Regions from separate parts of the Mus musculus genome. Here regions 1 and 2 are each linked to region 3. A link is a contact called in public Hi-C data. All regions are on one chromosome and are shown on one strand. The core of a region is the stretch at or near the end of the contact, and the rest is flanking DNA. Distances in the headings are between cores, read along the strand shown. Region 1 has its middle 110 kb from the start of Gm32499. Region 2 has its middle 140 kb from the start of Gm32499. Region 3 has its middle 24 kb from the start of Gm32499.

Region 1 (3,335 bases), core at 97-2,596, 90 kb before region 3:
TAGTGTGTTAAGAGCTATCTCTATAATCTCCTTCAAGGTCTAAGAAACACTGTGGAAGAGGAGAAACACTATGAAATGCCGTCTTCTTGATATGACATGGCCTGGGAAACCATGAGCACACAGCAGCTGTGGCCACCTGTACTAGTCCCGTACACATAACAAAAGGCTTGCAACTCCGAGGGGCTCCATTTGGGAAGAGGGATACTAAATGCTAAGAGTGGTTGAAAGAAGGTAGTATATAGGAATAGAGTCTCAAGGTGTATATCTGATTAGAAATCGTCAAAAATATAAACTAGAAAATAGGGAGAAAATTGAGAGCTGAAATTGAGAGCTAGTAGGTATTTGTACTGCATAGCATACTGAGTGTCTAGCCCCATTCTTCACATGCTTAACTTAGCTGAGCCTCAAAGCATCTAATGCCCTAAATACTGTTATCATCTGTGTTAATGAAACTGAAACACAGAGAAGTTCATCCATTTGCATAAGATCACAGAGCCTGGAAGCAAGGTAGCAAGGATTGGAACCCAGACAGCAAGGCACTAGAGACTGGGTTTAGCACTGTCCTCTTGAATGTGGAGTCCTACAAAGGCTTTTGCATTCATTAACTCATTTACTGTCTGCAAGTGATGGTTTCTAACATGTAAGCCCATGAACCGGGATTGCTAACAGTGTGCGGACCTTTAGTGATGCATTATTCTTCCTGATATGCTATTTTATCATCTTGCTGCTCACAGTTTAAAGCACTAGAAATAACCAAGACAGAAAAGGTAAAATTGCAAGTCTTATTCTGTCCACCAACCCCATGATTCCTTTATTCTGGAGGATATCAGGATGACCCTTTCATCATGAAAGGGAAAGAATATAGGTTGATAAGTTCACAGTGCAGGTTAGACCAGAGAGAGTCTCCCGTTGTTTCTGAACAGTCCGCAGGATGCTGGGCTCACAGTGGGGTACAGATGGGCATGCTCGGGAGGCCATCTGGCCCTCGGAGGATTCTGGCCAGGCATATGTCCTCTGAGCCAGCGGAGCGGCTGCACTGGCTAAGTCAGGCAGATGCAGTTAGATGAAGTGCCCATTTCACAGCCTACTTTGTTCTGTTGGTGTTATTACCTTCTTAAATAGCCAAGGAGTTAAAGTAGAACCATTTAGCTGATCTTCCCAGATGTGTAAGTGAGATGATTTGAGTGGACACATGTTGTAATGATTCTTCTTTGAGGGAAAGGGGAACTAGGCTAGGTAAGCATTTAAATGGCTGGATTTAAAAGTTAATGGAGTATTCACAAGCCAGTGGAGTAAGGCAGGAGGCGGCTATGGGGCTGCAGAGATTTGATGAAGACAGGAAACAGGCCCTCTATGCCTCGAGGAGGAACGGAGGCCAGAGACAGCTGCAAACATTTGTCAGCTCTGGCAACTCCCATCTGAGAGCCAGGGCTCTCGCCTCCCTCTTACTGAGAGTTTCTGTCCTCCCTGCTTGTCTTCTTTTGGGAAAAGTTTCCTGGATTTTACTGCAGCTTATAAAAGGCTTGCCTTTTACCCTGTGAGTTCCCAGATAAGCATCACTCCCACTATCCCCAAAGGATGTTTTCTATAAGCAAGGATATTTCATTTCAAAATGGAATGGGTAGTTCCAAAATTACAAAGAAACAACTTTTGCCTTTAAGAAATGTTGAAGTCACAGGGAAGGGAGGCTTGGATTCTTTGGGTACGATTTTTTATCTCTAGCTTTTATATGTGTGTCAGTAGTGAGGACACAGTGTCCCTTCCAAGGTGGCTGGAGGCTGAGCCTGGGTAGAACCCAAGTTTGGGAATCATGTGTGGTGTACAAAGGGGCCTCCTCACATGCTCCAGCACTACTCCAACATCTAGATCCATCTTAGCAAGGTCAGCAGGATGTCTGTGTGAGTGGAGGGGTAGGAAGAGATCTTTGCTAGCCAGAGACACAGGCAAGAACCTCATTATCTGATGATCTAATGGCAGAGAGGGGGGGGAGAGAAGGGGAGAGAGGGAGTGGGGAGGTCCAGATGGCTTCCAGAGCATGTCCATCTGTATGCCACTGTGTTCTGAGAACTCTTCAGAGACACCAGGAGACTCTTTCTCTGGTCTAACCTGCACTGTGAACTAATCAGAGAGAGAGAGGTGGAAGGGAGGGAGAGAGAAAAATGAATGAATCAGTTTATGGAGGGAAGTATTGGGTGTATATGAAACATAAGGTTCAATGACTGGTGACCTGGATGGTTTAGCAACACCTTAGAAAACAGATGCCAGTACACCATCATGCTTGAAGCTCAGGAGGGTATGTGGACTAACCAAGAGGGTAGACAATGTAGTATTTAACACAGAAGTGATTAGGCCTGGTTTATGTTCTTTCACCCAGGCTGCTACATAGAAGATAAAGTATGAAGGGACCAGGGTCTGGTCAGCCAGTGTTTGCTCTCTGTCAGCACACCCTAAGCTTATCACCACTTCTGTAAGGGAGTGGGAAATAGATTTGCATTGGCTAGTGTCTTAGTCAGGGTTTCTATTGCTGCACAAACATCATGACCAAGAAGCAAGTTGGGGAAGGAAAGGGTTTATTCAGCTTACACTTTCCACATTGCTGTTGATCACCAAAGGAAGTCAGGATTGGAACTCAAGCAGGGCAGGAAGCAGGAGCTGATGCAGAGGCCATGGAGGGATGTTCCTTACTCTCTTGCTTCCTCTGCCTTGCTCAGCCTGCTTTCTTATAGAACCCAAGACTTCTGGCCCAGGGATTGGCACCACCCACCATGGGCCCTCCCACCCTTGATCACTAATTGAGAAAATGCCTTACAGCTGGATCTCATGGAGGCATTTCCTTTCTCTGTGATAACTCCAGCTTGTGTCAAGTTGACACAAAACCAGCCAGTACAGCTAGTAAAAGGGAGAGCTGGGACTGGAGCACTGGCCAATAGGAGACTGTACTCTCTGCAGTGCTGCACATCAGACAGGATCTGGATAGCTCAGAGAAAGAGACAAGCAGGGGGAACTTATGGGCAGAATATGCTTTCAAGAGAGCAGGCAGGGTATGGTGCACCTAGGAGGAATGAGACAGAGAAGCGATGGATGATTCCTAAGTTGGGGCCTGAGAGATGGGTCATGATGACATGTGTGCAGTGGGAAAATTGAGAATAGGCACATTTGAAGGCAGAAATAATAGGCTTCATGTGTGAATTTGAGTTGACTTCCAGAATCTAGTGGCTCTGCTGCATAAGCTGTTGGACCCGCTCACCAAGGCTGTGCAGGGCTACACAGGGACATTGGGCACCATCTGGGTGTGGATGGCATTTGACAAGAGAATAAAGGCACTTGGAAAAAAA
Region 2 (2,979 bases), core at 140-2,639, 110 kb before region 3:
CTTGTTTACTAGTTAGGCACAGCGGAGGCCCGCGCCATCTTATAATGGCGATTGCTCTCAGCACACACACACGGCTCTCCTCAGAGATTACTGGCGGCACGCACGCGATTGCTTGCAGCACGTATATTGCAGACAATTTGAGGGGTGGAAAGAACAATATAATGAGCACCCTTTATCATCAGACCAATTGCAAAGTAGTCACTGTTGTTCTCAGTGTATTTTACTTGAATGTGTATTTTTTGTATTGCCTAATGGAATTGCTTTTATTAGAAAATTATCCTTAAAATGTAAAGATTGTAAATTATATCATCATCGGAACTATGAACTGTTTTAAGGTTTCCTGGCTCTTCTGCAGACCTAGGAAAACTTTACTGAAGACTTCCAAACAGGTCAAGAGAGCTGATGGCTGGAAAAGCTCAGTAATTCTGATTTTTATTACACACCACAGAGAAATATTTCTCCTTAGATGTGTGACTTCTTACTCTTTCTGATAAGCGTCTCACATGAGCAGGAAACTGTGCTGTCTTGAGGATGTTTAAAGAAAAAAAAAAGCAAGGGATTTTCAATTTATGTTTATCTGTGCTTTGAGACTATTTTCATGAAAGGGATTTTATACTGTGCTTCAATTCTACTTTATTCCTGGTCACTATTTTGTGTTTATTTTAGTTTCAACATCTTTATTTTGATGATATAATATTAGATTAGATCTTTGCTACCTTTGGTTCAATGATCCAATAAAATCAATTACAATTCATTGTCATATACCATCATATTTTATGTCAGATTAACATGATCTTTTAAAACACTGAAGGAACACATTTATACTTGGTCATGTTGAAAGGCAGGAAAGCTTACAGCACTAAGCATATGACAGCTGATAAAGTGTAGATCATAAGATAGTCACTGCTTAAACTTATTTCATTTAAAAATGTTTAAAATAACATTTGAGTGGGGAAAATTTTACTTTGATTACCTGAGTCATACCAATACATGACAAGCCACAATCAGTTTACAATTGGGCCCTATACCTGTCCACATTAGGGAAGTATATATATTAAAGGGTCCTAATAACATCAGTTCCTTTGTGTATAAATTTCAAAAAAAATAATGACCCTAAGAGAGTGATCAGTTCCATTTCAAACAGAATCACAGAGCCCTAGAATATAATTAGAGGCTTGGGTTATTTTATTTATTTATTTATTTTAGCTTTACTTTCCTGGAGAGAACAAATTTTGGCAAAATAAAAAAAAATGTTGATCTTGAGGCATTTAATAACTTTTGTGAAGCTAAGCCAACAATAAGCTGGAACCACACACAAGGTGTTAGGCAGCTACATTTGGTTCTAATATGGCCCTTCCTGAAAGTGAAAGTAAATTTAACTGACAAAACAGTACAGACTCTCCAGTGGCTATTGTTTGTCAGAGTTCCTCCACTGTCCTTTGCAGCAGGCATATGTAACAGAAGTAGTGTTTCTCTAGAGGGCTACAGATCCATCCATAATGCTGTCTTTCTGTGGCTTTGTAGCACGCCTTGGCATTTGCCATTAAATGAAAACGTACAAACATATTTAATTGTACGTGCATGAAGACCAGATAAAGAGAGAAGAAGGGGAGGGAAGTCAAAACGGAGGAGAGGAAAAGGGAGTGGAGGGGAATGAAGACAGAGGGGAGGGAATAGCAGAGGCAGAGGGGAGGGGAGATGAAAACGTGGGGGAGGGGTGCTCACTTACACCAATCTGAGCTTGAGTCTTCAGACACAGAATATGTCTGCTTCCTGTGCTTCCTGCCTGGCCTTTTCTGTGTCCTGAGAAGCCTGGCTTCCATGACAGTTGCTCCTCTGCTGGCTATCCCAGTCTGGTTCTCATCTCCAAGTGTCATGGACTCTGATTTACGACTTTGATAAGTTAACGATCTTCCTTTCCACTTTTTAAAGAGAAGTTTATTTGGAAGGCTTTTAGGGAGCTTAATTACATTTCCTTTTATCCATTTGAAAATAAATTAAATAGCATTTCATTTACCCAGGCCATGTGTTCACCCTTCTGCCTTGCCTCCTCCAGACACACCATGCAAAAGAAGAAAGGAAAAACAGTGCATTAAGTTGTGTGTTTTATGGAGAAATTTCAGAATGTCCTGACAGATTGCAGAAATAAAGGCTAAACAATAACAGTGTTTATGCTTAGTAATAGGATAATTTATTACTAAATGAATGGAGTTTTGCTTTCTCTGCTTTGAAAAATGAGGAAAGACAGGGAAAAGATACTCCCTCCCAGCCCCCACCAAGGTCACATGCATTTTCTCTGACAGAGCCAGGAAAAGAATTACGATTGTTTTTTCCACATTTTACCTTCTGTTTAGCTTGGTGAGAGACTACACTTCTGTAAGTGCACACGGGCAGTGGGAAAGATAAGTTGTAGAATGGTAATGGTTCAGATCCATCTGTGTTGCCCTTCATCCTAAACAGAAAACGGGCATAAGACCAACGGATTAGTCTGCAGATGCAGACCAATGCTTCAGTGAGTTTTAATTTTGATCTGCAATGTAGACTGTTCCCCCATTTGCACTTTTGTGGGGCATCTGCATGAGAAATAGGCTTCAGAATATAAAGACGGATCACACTAGAAACTCCAAAGCAGTTCTTCTTTGCTGTTCAGAATTGCATGCAGATATCCCAGCTTAAATAAAAGTCCCTTAACATGAGAGAACTTAGTCACTACTGTGTATTGTAGTTTGAGGGACTTTTTTTCTTTTTGGTCTCTCAATCAAGAGAAGTAGGGCAAATTGGAGAGGGGGGAGGTGGGAGGCAGCAAGAGAGGAAGGGATGATAAACACACACACATATATACACACACATATCTATCTATCTGTCTATCTATCTATCTATCTATCTATCTATCTATCCATCCATCTATCTACTTAACTATGCAGAGAGAAAGAGGGAGAGAAGAGAAGAGAAGAGAAGAGAAGAGAAGAGAAGAGAAGA
Region 3 (3,208 bases), core at 206-2,705:
GTGGGTTTCTAGTATGTAGTTACCGACCCCAGGATGCCCGTCACTTGTATGATCTCATCAACGAGTAGAACATCTAAAGTCATGCCTATTGATAAATGTTATTGATATGTACATATTCATACATGTATTAATAGATGATATTTATATTATATAATTTGAAGAATTACTGAAAATCCCTTACTAGTATATCCGAAAGAAATATCCTAACTCATAATATGAATATATTACATATTCATATCTATAGCTAGAGGGTAAAATCATATTGCCTTCTTAAGATAATCTACATGTGGGGTTTAAATCATGTCTTCCCTGACTTTTCACAAAGCAGGGTATTTGCAGAACATGACTTTCTGCCTGATTGAAGACTACATAGGAGATGAAATTACATCGAAGGTTATAATGTTCTTTTTAATGTTACATTGTTAGAATATATATGGGACATTAGGATACGCTATCCAGTGATTTTCAGGAGGGAAAGAATCTTTTGTATTGAATAGAGCAGAATGAGCAAAGGGTAAATGACCCCCCTAACAGCGTGACTGTGGGCCTTGGTACTCCTGTGATGACTGTATCCTGAGATGACTTCAGCTTGGTGGGCTGGCATGAGCTTGTAATTTCACTGCTTAGGAGACTTAAGAAGAATAATTCAAAGTCACCTCAGGCTATACAGAGAGATGTTGTCTCAAACAACAATAACAACAATACAAAATTTAAAAGATACCATGTTTCTACTTTGCTCAGAATTCAGTTCATTGATGACTTCTGCTTAGGAGTCATGGTGATTGTAGATGTCCTTATGTGTCCTAGTATGTCATTTTTCTAGCACATAAGGAATGACTAGTTGGAACCACTGACTTTCCTGGATGATATTAACCACAATGGTGGCTTCAATGCCAACTCCTGTGGGTACTACCCAGTGACACAAGCATTTTAGACCACCTGGAACTGCCAAGGAAGCAGCTCTGGTCTAGTTTGTCTCCCAGGAGAGTACAGTCCATATTCTATCTGAAGGAGACAAGCTTTGGCCAAGCTAAGAATTTGTCTGTTCTCCATTTAATGTCAGCTTCATAGACTGTCCCATAGGAGTTTTCCATCCAAGGTGACATGACACGGTAAAGGGGGATGAGAATACCTTGGCTCTGGGACACGCAGTTGAGTGTGGTGGCAGGTCCTACTTCTGTCCCCACAGACTACACCAATTGCCGAAGTGAAATTACCTTAAGTTCTATGAAAGCTGAGTCTACCACCCCAAGGGAAACTTTTGGCAAGCGTGTTGTTTGCCTAATGCTTGGGAAAATATAAAGATGCTTTAGCTCTGCAGCAAAGCCATGCTTTACCAGTTCAGCTGTGTCAGCAATAAACGTAATGGTTTGTACACAATCTGCCTGACCCTCGGCTCTCTCTCCGTTGTTTCCAAATTTTGGCAAGGAAAAATAGTGCTAGATGTTAACCTACAAAAGTCGTAAACCTTTGCAGCACAGCCTCTCATTTAATGTGTGTTTGAGCTGGTCATTAATTCAGTTCTGTTCCCATGAATGTCCCAGATACTCCGATCCCACTGCAGATAAAGAAAAAAAAAAAAGAAGAAGAAGAAGAAGAAAAGAAAAAGAAAAGAAACAGCCTCATCTTCAGTGAGTTCATGACTTGGCAAGGACATAGATAATTAAAAGGAAGTCAGAAAACCATTGCCAGAGACTTGAGAAGAACAGAAACTTAGACACACAAAGCACTTGAAGCTGACTATGACCGCAAGTCTTAAAATATAGCTCTTTGTTGCCTGAGTTTTGAAGTAAGGTAAGACTCAGCAATTCAAAGGGGGCTTCTGGATGCTCCTTGCAAAACACACAGGGTAAAAGGAGGGCAGACACTTACACTCCCTAGCAACCACATTGCAGAGAACAGGTACTCCCTCCTTCCTTTAAGGAGGGTGGGGGAGGGGCTTACTTGAGCAGAAGACATTGAGCTTGACTTTGCCAAGATGACCTACTTACCAAGTAAGACCTGAGGGAAGGGGCTGTCAGGCAGAAGCAACGTGTCCTTAGGTGATGGGCTGGGAATGAGCCTCACATTTGGGTTTTGGGGTGACAATTGTTCTGTTTCAGTTTTAGGAAATACTCTTGCATAGAGGGAGGGTGTTAGAGGGAAAAAGGATGATTGATCCCAGGCAACACAGTCAATACTAAAGCCGGATTTCCACATAACTCTCTAATTAATAGGAAGCTACGGAGGACCTGAAGGCGGTTTTTATTACCCACTTTAAACCTTTAATGGATTTTAATTTTCAGAACAATCTTCCAGTTAGAGCCCAGCTCAGAAGGTACCTCAGAGGAATCTCGTATTCCATGCATCCATTCCTCCTTGCTGTCAACAGCTTACACTGTTGCGACATCTTTGTCGAAACTAATGAACTAATATCAGTGTGTATCTTTATTAAAACTCATACTTCACTCAGTGTTTCCATTATGAATACCTAGTGTCCCTTTCTGGCCCCAAATATTACAGGATGCCACATGACATTTAGTTGTCATTTCTCCCTCTGATATCTTTCTCTCCCTCTCCCCCTTCTCCTCCCTGTATTTGCCAGTAGCCTGGTCCAGCATTAGGACAATGACAGAGCTACTGGGCCATTGTCATCCACTCAGGTCAAGGGTATGTAATCCCAGCAGGAATTATGGCGGTTGGTGTTGCTTTCAACCTCTGTAAGGTTGCTATTCTTCCCTCTCCCACTCCTTCTATAGTTCTGGTTTGGGAAGGTTGTCACTGTGAGCAATGACAGTGCTCATGTGCAATTCCTGTGCCCTTTCCCTGTGGAAAGAGTCTCTACATCTCTACATACATGAATTATGGGTATTTTTTAAAAATGCATCGTGTGTGTGTGTGTGTGTGTGTGTGTGTGTGTGTGTGTGTGTGTGTTAGCGGGGCTAATTTATTGATCAGCTGGAGTTACACATTTGTGTACAGCCACCTTTATCTTTATTATTGTAGAGTTTTCTCCTTTCCAGAACTTTCTCAAGCTCCTCCAGTGTTGGTGCATTGGTGTCACGGTTGTCTCCTTTAATCAGAGGCCAAGTTCCTACCTGGCATGTCCCAACGTCCTACAGTTCTTTTTCGGAATTTTCACACACCGAGGTTGATTCCTTCTAAAGTGTGAATCTTGACAAAGGTGTAATGTTCTCTATTTGCTAGTAGTGAACCACAGAGCCTCATG

The links. Hi-C and Micro-C count contacts between places; a contact is called where the count stands out from the background.
Region 1: a Hi-C map of uterus shows a contact between it and region 3, with 4 times the contacts expected there. The contact joins two enhancer-like sites. A contact is called at or near these places in 8 of 484 Hi-C or Micro-C datasets (the N1E-115 cell line, embryonic fibroblasts, nephron progenitors and 1 more).
Region 2: a Hi-C map of uterus shows a contact between it and region 3, with 4 times the contacts expected there. The contact joins two enhancer-like sites. A contact is called at or near these places in 1 of 15 datasets of contacts at CTCF or cohesin (pro-B cells) and 9 of 484 Hi-C or Micro-C datasets (the G1E-ER4 cell line, the N1E-115 cell line, nephron progenitors and 1 more).

Annotation. Positions count from the first base shown.
Region 1 is chr15:32,040,990-32,044,324 of GRCm38.p6, forward strand. No RefSeq gene overlaps it. Among named protein-coding and RNA genes, the nearest start is that of Gm32499, 110 kb to the right of the region's middle. Within about 2 kb of position 1,347, at least 19 of the 459 cell types and tissues checked have an H3K27ac peak or open chromatin away from gene starts, as enhancers often do. A contact at or near this core is called in uterus, where this site is marked.
Region 2 is chr15:32,019,117-32,022,095 of GRCm38.p6, forward strand. No RefSeq gene overlaps it. Among named protein-coding and RNA genes, the nearest start is that of Gm32499, 140 kb to the right of the region's middle. Within about 2 kb of position 1,390, at least 31 of the 459 cell types and tissues checked have an H3K27ac peak or open chromatin away from gene starts, as enhancers often do. A contact at or near this core is called in uterus, where this site is marked.
Region 3 is chr15:32,131,151-32,134,358 of GRCm38.p6, forward strand. No RefSeq gene overlaps it. Among named protein-coding and RNA genes, the nearest start is that of Gm32499, 24 kb to the right of the region's middle. Within about 2 kb of position 1,456, at least 4 of the 459 cell types and tissues checked have an H3K27ac peak or open chromatin away from gene starts, as enhancers often do. A contact at or near this core is called in uterus, where this site is marked.